2 separate regions of the Mus musculus genome follow, and region 1 is linked to region 2. Evidence: chromatin contacts called from public Hi-C data. All regions are on one chromosome and are shown on one strand. Each heading gives the region's core, a stretch centred on a gene start, on an enhancer-like site or on the middle of the called end of the contact. The rest is flanking DNA. Distances are from core to core; before and after follow the strand shown. Region 1 holds the start of Xist (inactive X specific transcripts). Region 2 holds the start of Eif2s3x (eukaryotic translation initiation factor 2, subunit 3, structural gene X-linked).

What was found. A called contact is a pair of places that touch in the nucleus more often than the background predicts.
Region 1: a contact with region 2 is called in a Hi-C map of CD8 T cells, with 5 times the contacts expected there. The contact joins the promoter of Xist here to the promoter of Eif2s3x in region 2. A contact is called at or near these places in 2 of 484 Hi-C or Micro-C datasets (CD4 T cells and CD8 T cells).

Annotation. Positions count from the first base shown.
Region 1 is chrX:103,479,753-103,484,692 of GRCm38.p6, reverse strand. It overlaps Xist (inactive X specific transcripts), which reads left to right and starts at 1,460. Exons shown (of 8, transcript NR_001570.2): 1 at 1,460-4,940. It also overlaps Tsix.
Region 2 is chrX:94,210,376-94,215,851 of GRCm38.p6, reverse strand. It overlaps Eif2s3x (eukaryotic translation initiation factor 2, subunit 3, structural gene X-linked), which reads left to right and starts at 3,201. Exons shown (of 12, transcript NM_012010.3): 1 at 3,201-3,287; 2 at 4,070-4,133. The coding sequence starts at 3,219.

The DNA.
Region 1 (4,940 bases), core at 211-2,710, 9.3 Mb before region 2:
CATACCTTGATGTACACGGTGTGAGAAAGAATGATGAGGTTTGCAAGAATTGGGACTAAGTAAAACACAGAGACTAAATTTAACTCTTTAATTTGATGATTCTCTCTAGCATCCCCACAAAAATGATACACTGGCTTGCATAATCTGTGACCAGTACCTCGCAAGTTCTAAATTCTCTTTGTACAGCTCATTTAGAAGTTCTCGTTTATACAAAGCCATATCCATCGTGGAGCCAGGTGCTCTTAGCTGTGAAGAGCCCTTCCTTGGGTCTTTTTTCCCTAATATGTCCTATGTGACTTCTCACTGGTGATGCTTTTGGTGTGCTTGTTACTCTGATCCTGATCGCTCTGTCAACTAAAGTTAGACAAAGTAACCTTTACTTCTCAATTCAGATAGGAATCCTTTTGCACTCCAAGTTTGGCTTCAGATGCCTTGGAAAGATTCATGCTGCCACCTGCTGGTTTATTCAGTCTGTGTGCATCATTTATTTACTTGTTAATTTGTTTTTCTTTTGTTGAAACAGTTTATTTTGTAGCAGATATTTTTCCATCCCTACCTGAACCACCTCAATAGTAAGATTAGTGAATTGCTGGCACTTTGATCGTCCATAAGCAAACCAATTTTGTGTCCTTTATTATTCATGGGACGCCTAAAGGGAACTTAGAACAGACTGTGAATTATTTGTCAGCGTGAATCAACGAGACAACAATATCCTTTGATTTTCTAATACCCAGGGTGTCTGATCTCTTTCATGTGGATATTCATAGTTTGACAGTTAACAAAATTTGACAGTTCTTTTAAGTTAGCAGTGTCTCTGGGGCGAGTAAGATACCAATGAGCTATTATTCCCTCAGGCTTTGCTTTGGCATTTAGGAATTATTTTTCATTACTGCTAGCGAGTAACGTACTTCAGTGCGTTTTTGTCCCAAGGTATGGAGTCACCAGGTTCCCAGAGAAAGACTAAGATGCCAATGACCCAAAACTATGAGCGTAAGCCCACCAAATCGGTCACAACTAATACTCTGATAATTTAGGAACCAAGGAGCCATTTTGTGAGGCATTTCTACCCTTTCCTCTCCTCATCTGAGGTCGCCAACTAATGCAGAAGAACTTCTAGTGTCCAAGACGCGGAGCGATACATGGTTTGTCCAAGTAGAAGATATATTGAAATTTTGCATAGACAGGTGTGTGACCTAATGTACATTATTTAATGTTTATGTGGAAGTTCTACATAAACGTTTTTAGCTGTAAAATAGGATAATCCTTCATTATCGCGCAAAATAATGAAATTCACGCGTCATGTCACTGAGCTTACGTACCTCCATCTTTATTCATTTTAATTTTTTTATAATATAGTTAGACCTAAAGGTCCAATAAGATGTCAGAATTGCAATCTTTGTGGCCACTCCTCTTCTGGTCTCTCCGCCTTCAGCGCCGCGGATCAGTTAAAGGCGTGCAACGGCTTGCTCCAGCCATGTTTGCTCGTTTCCCGTGGATGTGCGGTTCTTCCGTGGTTTCTCTCCATCTAAGGAGCTTTGGGGGAACATTTTTAGTTCCCCTACCACCAAGCCTTATGGCTTATTTAAGAAAACATATCAAAATTCCACGAGATTTTTGACGTTTTGATATGTTCTGGTAAGATTTTTTTTTTGACATGTCCTCCATACTTTTTGATATTTGTAATATTTTCAGTCAATTTTTCATTTTTAAGGAATATTTCTTTGTTGTGCCTTTTGGTTGATACTTGTGTGTGTATGGTGGACTTACCTTTCTTTCATTGTTTATATATTCTTGCCCATCGGGGCCACGGATACCTGTGTGTCCTCCCCGCCATTCCATGCCCAACGGGGTTTTGGATACTTACCTGCCTTTTCATTCTTTTTTTTTCTTATTATTTTTTTTTCTAAACTTGCCCATCTGGGCTGTGGATACCTGCTTTTATTCTTTTTTTCTTCTCCTTAGCCCATCGGGGCCATGGATACCTGCTTTTTGTAAAAAAAAAAAAAAAAACAAAAAAACCTTTCTCGGTCCATCGGGACCTCGGATACCTGCGTTTAGTCTTTTTTTCCCATGCCCAACGGGGCCTCGGATACCTGCTGTTATTATTTTTTTTTCTTTTTCTTTTGCCCATCGGGGCTGTGGATACCTGCTTTAAATTTTTTTTTTCACGGCCCAACGGGGCGCTTGGTGGATGGAAATATGGTTTTGTGAGTTATTGCACTACCTGGAATATCTATGCCTCTTATTTGCGTGTACTGTTGCTGCTGATCGTTTGGTGCTGTGTGAGTGAACCTATGGCTTAGAAAAACGACTTTGCTCTTAAACTGAGTGGGTGTTCAGGGCGTGGAGAGCCCGCGTCCGCCATTATGGCTTCTGCGTGATACGGCTATTCTCGAGCCAGTTACGCCAAGAATTAGGACACCGAGGAGCACAGCGGACTGGATAAAAGCAACCAATTGCGCTGCGCTAGCTAAAGGCTTTCTTTATATGTGCGGGGTTGCGGGATTCGCCTTGATTTGTGGTAGCATTTGCGGGGTTGTGCTAGCCGGAAGTAGAAAGCCAAGGAGTGCTCGTATTAGTGTGCGGTGTTGCGCGGAAGCCGCAGAGGACTAGGGGATAGGGCTCAGCGTGGGTGTGGGGATTGGGCAGGGTGTGTGTGCATATGGACCCCTGGCGCGGTCCCCCGTGGCTTTAAGGGCTGCTCAGAAGTCTATAAAATGGCGGCTCGGGGGCTCCACCCGAGGCTCGACAGCCCAATCTTTGTTCTGGTGTGTAGCAATGGATTATAGGACATTTAGGTCGTACAGGAAAAGATGGCGGCTCAAGTTCTTGGTGCGGTATAACGCAAAGGGCTTTGTGTGTCACATGTCAGCTTCATGTCTGAGTTAGCCTGGAGAGGTGGCACATGCTCTTGAATGTGTCTAAGATGGCGGAAGTCATGTGACCTGCCCTCTAGTGGTTTCTTTCAGTGATTTTTTTTTTGGCGGGCTTTAGCTACTTGGCGGGCTTTGCCCGAGGGTACACTTGGTGCATTATGGTAGGGTGTGGTTGGTCCTACCTTGTGCCACTCGAAGCTGAGGCAAGGCTAAGTGGAAGTGTTGGTTGCCACTTGACGTAACTCGTCAGAAATGGGCACAAGTGTGAAAGTGTTGGTGTTTGCTTGACTTCCAGTTAGAAATGTGCATTATTGCTTGGTGGCCAGGATGGAATTAGACTGTGATGAGTCACTGTCCCATAAGGACGTGAGTTTCGCTTGGTACTTCACGTGTGTCTTTAGTCATCATTTTTTCGAAGTGCCTGCCCAGGTCGGGAGAGCGCATGCTTGCAATTCTAACACTGAAGTGTTGGATGATGTCGGATCCGATTCGAGAGACCGAGGCTGCGGGTTCTTGGTCGATGTAAATCATTGAAACCTCACCTATTAAAAGAAAGAAAAGTATCTAAGGCCATTTCAAGGACATTTGACTCATCCGCTTGCGTTCATAGTCTCTTACAGTGCTCTATACGTGGCGGTGCAAACTAAAACTCAGCCCGTTCCATTCCTTTGTATTGTTCAGTGGCTAGTCTACTTACACCTTGGCCTCTGATTTAGCCAGCACTGATCTCAAGCGGTTCTCTAAGCCTACTGGGTATAAGTGGTGACTTTGGCCAGAGTCATAGTGGATCACAAATCACTGGTGAAGAGGTAGAATCCTACCTTCTTCCAAAATCTACCCCATGACTATTGCTGGGGTTGCATTTTGATTTCAATGAATATTTTGGATGCCAACGACACGTCTGATAGTGTGCTTTGCTAGTGTTTGAATTTAAAACCGAAGTGATTGTTTTCAAAATGTATTTACGATTTGCTTACTTGTTGAATTCATTTTAATTACCTTTAGTGAATTGTTACTTTGGAGTCCTTAAAGTTTTCAATAATTTTTTTGGCAGATGATACTCAAATTACTTGGCACTTAAATGTACTTTCTTTCAAACTCATCCACCGAGCTACTCTTCAAATTTTTAAGTCTTATAACACAGATACTGTTAATGTAAAGTGAACATTATGACTGGATGTCAGGAGTATTTGAGGTTCTATACCAGTTCAGGCTTTGCTTTTGTTGCTATTGTTGATGCTATATTGACTAATGGTTTTACTTGTCAGCAAGAGCCTTGAATTGTAATGCTCTGTGTCCTCTATCAGACTTACTGTTATAATAGTAATATTAAGGCCTACATTTCAACTTTCTGTGTGTTCTTGCCTTTATGGCATCTAGATTCTCCTCAAGACTCAGCAAATAGTGCTGCTGCTATTGCTGCCCCAGCCCCAGGCCCAGCCCCAGCCCCTGCCCCAGCCCCAGCCCCAGCCCCTGCCCCAGCCCCAGCCCCTGCCCCTGCCCCAGCCCCTGCCCCAGCCCCAGCCCCAGCCCCTACCCCTGCCCCTGCCCCTGCCCCACCCAACCAACCCAATCCAGTCCAGCCCTGCCCCAGCCCAGTCCTAGCCCCAGGCCCAGATACTTTCAGACCTATCCCAAGCCCACTTCTACTTAGAGAAATTCGAATCTTCATTGATTCAGTGCTAAAATGCAGTGTCCATCACTCAGCCTATAAGACTGAGACAGCCCATCTATACCCCCTCCATACTGACTTCTAGAGTCATGGAATTTCACTTAATGCATAGAATCGTATTGCTAAAATGCAGTGCCCATCACTCAGCCTATAAGACTGAGATAGCCCATCTATACCCCCTCCATACTGACTTACAGAGTCATGGAGTTTCACTTAATGCATGCAGTCCTATTGCTAAAATGCAGTGCCCATAACTCAGCCTATAAGACTGAGATAGCCCATTTATACCCCATACCCCCTCCATACTGACTTCTAGGGTCATGGAATTTCACTTAATACATAGAATCGTATTGCTAAAATGCAGTGTCCATCACTCAGTCTATAAGACTGAG
Region 2 (5,476 bases), core at 1,952-4,451:
GCTAGGCAATGTAAGGCAGACCAATACATGTGTGTAGTTATTGAAGAATCCTTCATCATGTGTCCTTTCATGTGTTTGCAAAACATCCTTTCACCTGTGTCTGCTTCAGCAAAACATTCTTTGACATGACTGACTTTCCAAAGAAACCAGAAGTTTCCACTTCAATTACCCACACATGGTTCACTGACAGACATGCAAGCAACACATTCATACACATAAAATCATAATTCTTTTAAAATTCTTTTTTAAAAAAGAATTATGAGCTGGGTGATAGAATTATGAGCTGGGTGATAGTAACAATTGCCTTTAATCCTGACACTCTGGAGGCAGAGGCAGGAGGATCTCTGTGAGTTTTAGGTCAGCCTGATCTACAAAGTGAGTTCCAAGACAGTGCTATACAGAGAAACCCTATTTTGAAAAACTTAAAAAAAAAGAATTATGAGTATAATTCCGGTACTTGGAAGGTGAAATCAGGAGAATCAGTTCAAGGCCAGCCTTATCTACACAGAAGGTTTGAGACCAGCCTCTCTCAGCCCTTACCCTACTCAAACTCAAATAAAAATGGCTAATGCATCCATGTAAAGATACTCAGGCTGGGCATGTATATAGCTTAGTGGGACAGTGTTTGCTTAATATGCATGAGGGCCTGATATGGCTCAGATCACCAGTACCATCACACCACACTACTACCACAGTACCACCCCAGCATAAGCACACACAGACACACCAGTCATTAGAGGATGTAAATTAAAACTGCGCTCATTGGGCTGGAGTGATACTTCCATGGTTAAGACACTTACTGCTAGGTTTAGAGAACCCGTGTGATGCCTCACACAATTGTAACTCTAATTCCAGGGGATGTGAATGTATGTGTAGCTGCATACATTTGGAGATCAGAAGACAACTTGTGGTACCTGGCCTTGCTTGGTGGCACGCACTTTTACCCACTCAGCCATCTTTCCAGCCTCACTGCGATATTTCTACTACCAAAGAGTCTACGATGATAAAACACCTCATGTTCCATTTGGTATAAATGAATTTAAAAGTTTATTGTCCTATGAATCACATATCTAGAGATTCAGTCTGTTAAAATTCCTAATTACCTAGGTTTTAGTATATTCACAAAGGAAGAATAACCATCACTGCACAAAACTCCATTATCATTTTCTTCATCAAGATTTTTTGGGACTTCATTTTTTTTCTATGCAATTTTCTCTATGCATAGCCCTGGCTGGCTATTATGCCTGACTTGCCACTTTCTTTTTCTTCTTTCTTTCTTTGGTATTAAGGATTGACTCTAGGGCCTCACAAATGCTCTATTGACTGAAGTGTATCCCAGTCTTTCTGAGTTCCTGCCTGGGCCTCCTGAGTGCTTTTAGTGCTGAGATTACGAGGACCCCAGCACACACAGCAAAAGACTTTTTTATTTTTTTTGGTTTTGAAGACAGGGTTTCTGTGTGTAGTCCTGGTTATCCCAATGTAGACCAGGCTGGCCTCGAACTCAGATATCTGCCTGCCTCCTCCTCCCTAGTGCTGGGATTAAAGGTATATGCCACCACTACCTGGCCAAACATTACATATTTTTATGAAAAAATACCTTAATTGACTGCTATAGCTATTTAGAATGTAAAATGAAAAAAACTGAATATAAGATAAAATCAAAAGGTAAAGGTATAAGGTTAAAGAGGGAAGCTATGGTGGCTCACACCTTTAACCCCAGCACTTGAGAGACAAGTCCTGTATAGTGAGACCCTGTCTCAAACAACAAAAGGTAAAGTTAAAGCCAGGCGTGGTGGCGCACGCCTTTAGTCCCAGCACTTGGGAGGCAGAGGCAGGTGGATTTCTGAGTTCGAGGCCAGCCTGGTCTACAGAGTGAGTTCCAGGACAGCCAGGGCTATACAGAGAAACCCTGTCTCGAAAAACCAAAAAAAAAAAAAAAAAAAAAAAAAAAGGTAAAGTCAAATAAAATACCTTTACTAGATTAGAATACACTACATTTTAGCATTTTGGTTTCTACCATTATTTTTTTTAAGATTATTTATCATATGTATGTGAATATGCTGTCACCGTCTTCAGACACACCAGAAGAGGGCACTCTATCTCATTACAGATGGTTGTGAGTCACCATGTGGTTGCTGGGAATTGAACTCAGGACCTCTGGAAAGGCAGTCAGTCAGTGCTCTTAGCCTCTGAGCCATCTCTCCAGCACCCTGCCACTACTTAAGAACTATGTCCTTAGCCTTAATTTTAAGACAGCGTCCTTATACACAGCCCAGGTTAGCCAGTTCGTGTTTCTGCCTCTTGAGTGCGGAGATTACGTAGGAGCCAGCACTCACATTAAACATCACTTATTTTTAACACAAGAGGAAAAATAAGATGTCTAATGGAGGGTTTCCAAGATTCAGCTTCAGAAAAAAAAAAGTCTGTGGACACCCGGCTTCCAGGCTACATTCACGCGGATACAGACTAATGTCACCATACACCATCTCACTGGCCTTAGAAATTTCTCTAGCGATCAAGGGGTAGGGGAGGTGAGGGGCGGGGGCGAGGTCGGAGAGGACTGGACTCTTCCTCCATCATCTCATCCTCGAACCCTTCCCCAGATCTCCGCGCGAGGGCGCTCTGTGCGAGCTCGCTGGGGACCGCTCCGGTCGAGCGTGGCCAGCCTAGCACGCGGTGCGGTCCAGAGCTCCGGCAAGGCGGAAGAGAACGCCGAGCTGATATAGCTCTATCGCTTTAGTAGATTATAGAAATGGGGAAAACAAATAAATCAATGGAATCAAACAAAAGAGACATTTCTGATTTACACCCAAATGTAAAGACGCCGGCAAGTCTTTTCGGCCAGCTCCCAGCCCCCGCCTCCAAAAGGAAACGGAAATGATTTCTCCGTTCTGAGCTGCGCAGTGTCACATCGATAACCTTCCCCTCGAGGGGCCTTTCCTGGGGCTGCCCTGAGTCTTGCCTGCACAGAAATCCAACAGGACCGAGACGGATACGTTCTGAAACTTTGTATCCTGTTTTCGAGTCAGGTCGCCCGGCGTTCCTGCGCAAATTCAAACAGAGAGAAGTCCGAGCAGTCAGGTCAGTGCTGCATTCGCCATCATTTTCATCAGGTCTATGCCGCAGTCCGCCTTCCCGCCGCTTCCCCTTCGCTCCGCCCAAGGGGCCTACGGTATGTCAGGCGGCTGCCGAGCATTTTCCTTTTCTCTCCGAGCAAGATGGCTGGGGGTGAGGGTGGAGTGACTCTCGGTCAGCCCCATCTTTCCCGACAGGATCTCGCCACATTGGTAGGCCCTGGCTTTGCGGCGGGAGCAGCCCAGTGATCTTGGGGGGTGGGAATGGAGCATCGGAGGGCCTGGAGATGAGGTGGTTCCTGGGTGGCTGGAGCGTGGGCTGAAGGAGCCATCCTAGAGCTGGGCCAGCTAAAGCCTTAGCGTCCAAGGCGTGCGTGCCAGCTCTACCGCCAGTACCTTGTCTAGTCCCCAAACTGGGGAACGATTGTGAGACTTGGAATTCCTGGAGTTAAGCTTTGTTAATAAACAGAATGGAGATGATTAATATAGCGTAGAGTGTATGCTTAGCATCCACGCAGCCCTGAGTTCCATCCGGAGAGGCGCACGCCTGTAATCCTAGCACTTAGGAGATGAAAATAGGAAGATTAGAAGATAAAGGACATTTTTGGCTCTATATCTGGTTGGAGGCCAGTATGAGACTAACGAGACTGTTAAAAAGTTGTTAAGGTTTAAGTCTGTAAAGGATTGGAAATTGGACTATACTGTTCACTGTGTTAGACATTTGAGGACTTGTTATGACTCCAGTATTTGGTGGCCTTTCATCGCCAGACCTCTCTTAGTGAGTGGACTTGTCTTAGTGTGACAATGACACTATAGTCATTATAGTCTTCCCAGTCTTAACAGCATGTTGCCGGCGGGGGGGGGGGGGGGGGGGGGGGCTTTAGCAGGAGAAGAGAGCTGTTCATACGGAGCATACAGTTGTACCCGAGGAATATAAAGTCAAGGGAAAACTTGTGGTTTGTATTGATTATATTTTACAATATATTTCTTTTCAGGATGTTACCAAGTTGACACCACTTTCACATGAAGTTATCAGCAGACAAGCTACAATTAATATTGGTAAGATAGCTTGAAGACTTACTTGACTTACAAGTAATTTTAACCCTTTCTTTTATGTAATTCATTGAGTAATGTGGACATTTATTTGGAAATTGTCCTGAGTAGGTCAGTGTGTCAAAAGAATGCTGTGGTACCCTTACTAACAAAATATTGCTACTTTTTTTTTTTTGAGATATGTATGAAAGAAAAGTTTCATAGTCCAAGGTAGTATGTAATCATAGAGTAGTGAATTATGAGGTACAAATGCACTTTGCTGCCATACGGGATAGTTTATGGCAGTTTTATTTGATATATAAGCTATAATTAAGTCCACTTCTTTCCTCCCCCTTAATTGGCGCCTAGAACTGTTGAGGTATGAATTGGTATTGCTTGAGTATGAATAGGGTATGGTTGGGTTTTTGATGTTGGATTTGGGGAGGAAGTGAGACAGGCTTGCTATGTGTTCCGGCTAGCTATTCTAGGGAGACTGCCTAGCTTGGCATTCACTATGAAGTCTGGGCTGACTTTTAAGTCAAGGCAATCCTTCTCCTCAGACTTCTGAATACAAGGGTTATGAGTGTGTTGTATCAGAGTTTGTCTAATATGACAGTATGATGGCTGTGTGCTTGACATCTTTGGTGTTTTTGTTTTGTTTCGGGGGTGATTTTAGGGGTTTTGTTGTTGTTTTGAACTAGTAGAAGAGTATGTAAATGAATAATTTTTCAGTCAGGATAACAACATTTCAAGTGAACATTTAAACATATTTAATTTTTGTTTGAGATAAGGTCTGTCTACATAGCCCTGGCTGTCCAGGAACTCACTTTGTAGACCAAGCTAAGCTTAAACTCAGAGTTGAAGTGAGTTCTTAGACTGCCTCTGCTCCCCAGGAGCTGGGACTACTCTTTTAAATTTTATTGCATCTCTCCGCATTGTCCAGGCTGGCCTCAAATCCTGCTTCTTACTCCCAAGTATATACTCTACTAAAACTGGTCTGAGAAGCTTGGTTTTTTTCGAGACAGGGTTTCTCTGGCTGTCCTGGACCTCACTCTGTAGACCAGGCTGGCCTTGAACTCAGAAATCCGCCTGCCTCTGCCTCCCAAGTGCTGAGATTGAAGGCGTGCACCACCACCGCCGGGCCTGAGAAGATTTATAATGTGTGGAAAGCAGGACAACTTTTAGGAATTGGTTCTCTCCCTTTCCTATAGGTTCTAGGTATTGGAATCTGGTCCTAAGGCACTTGTGACAAGTGCTTTTACCTGTTGAGTCATTGTCATGATGACAGTTTAGGAATTTATTTTCTTTTTTTTAAAAAAATCACAGAAAATTTTTTTTTGTTTTTGGAGACAGGGTTTCTCTGTATAGCC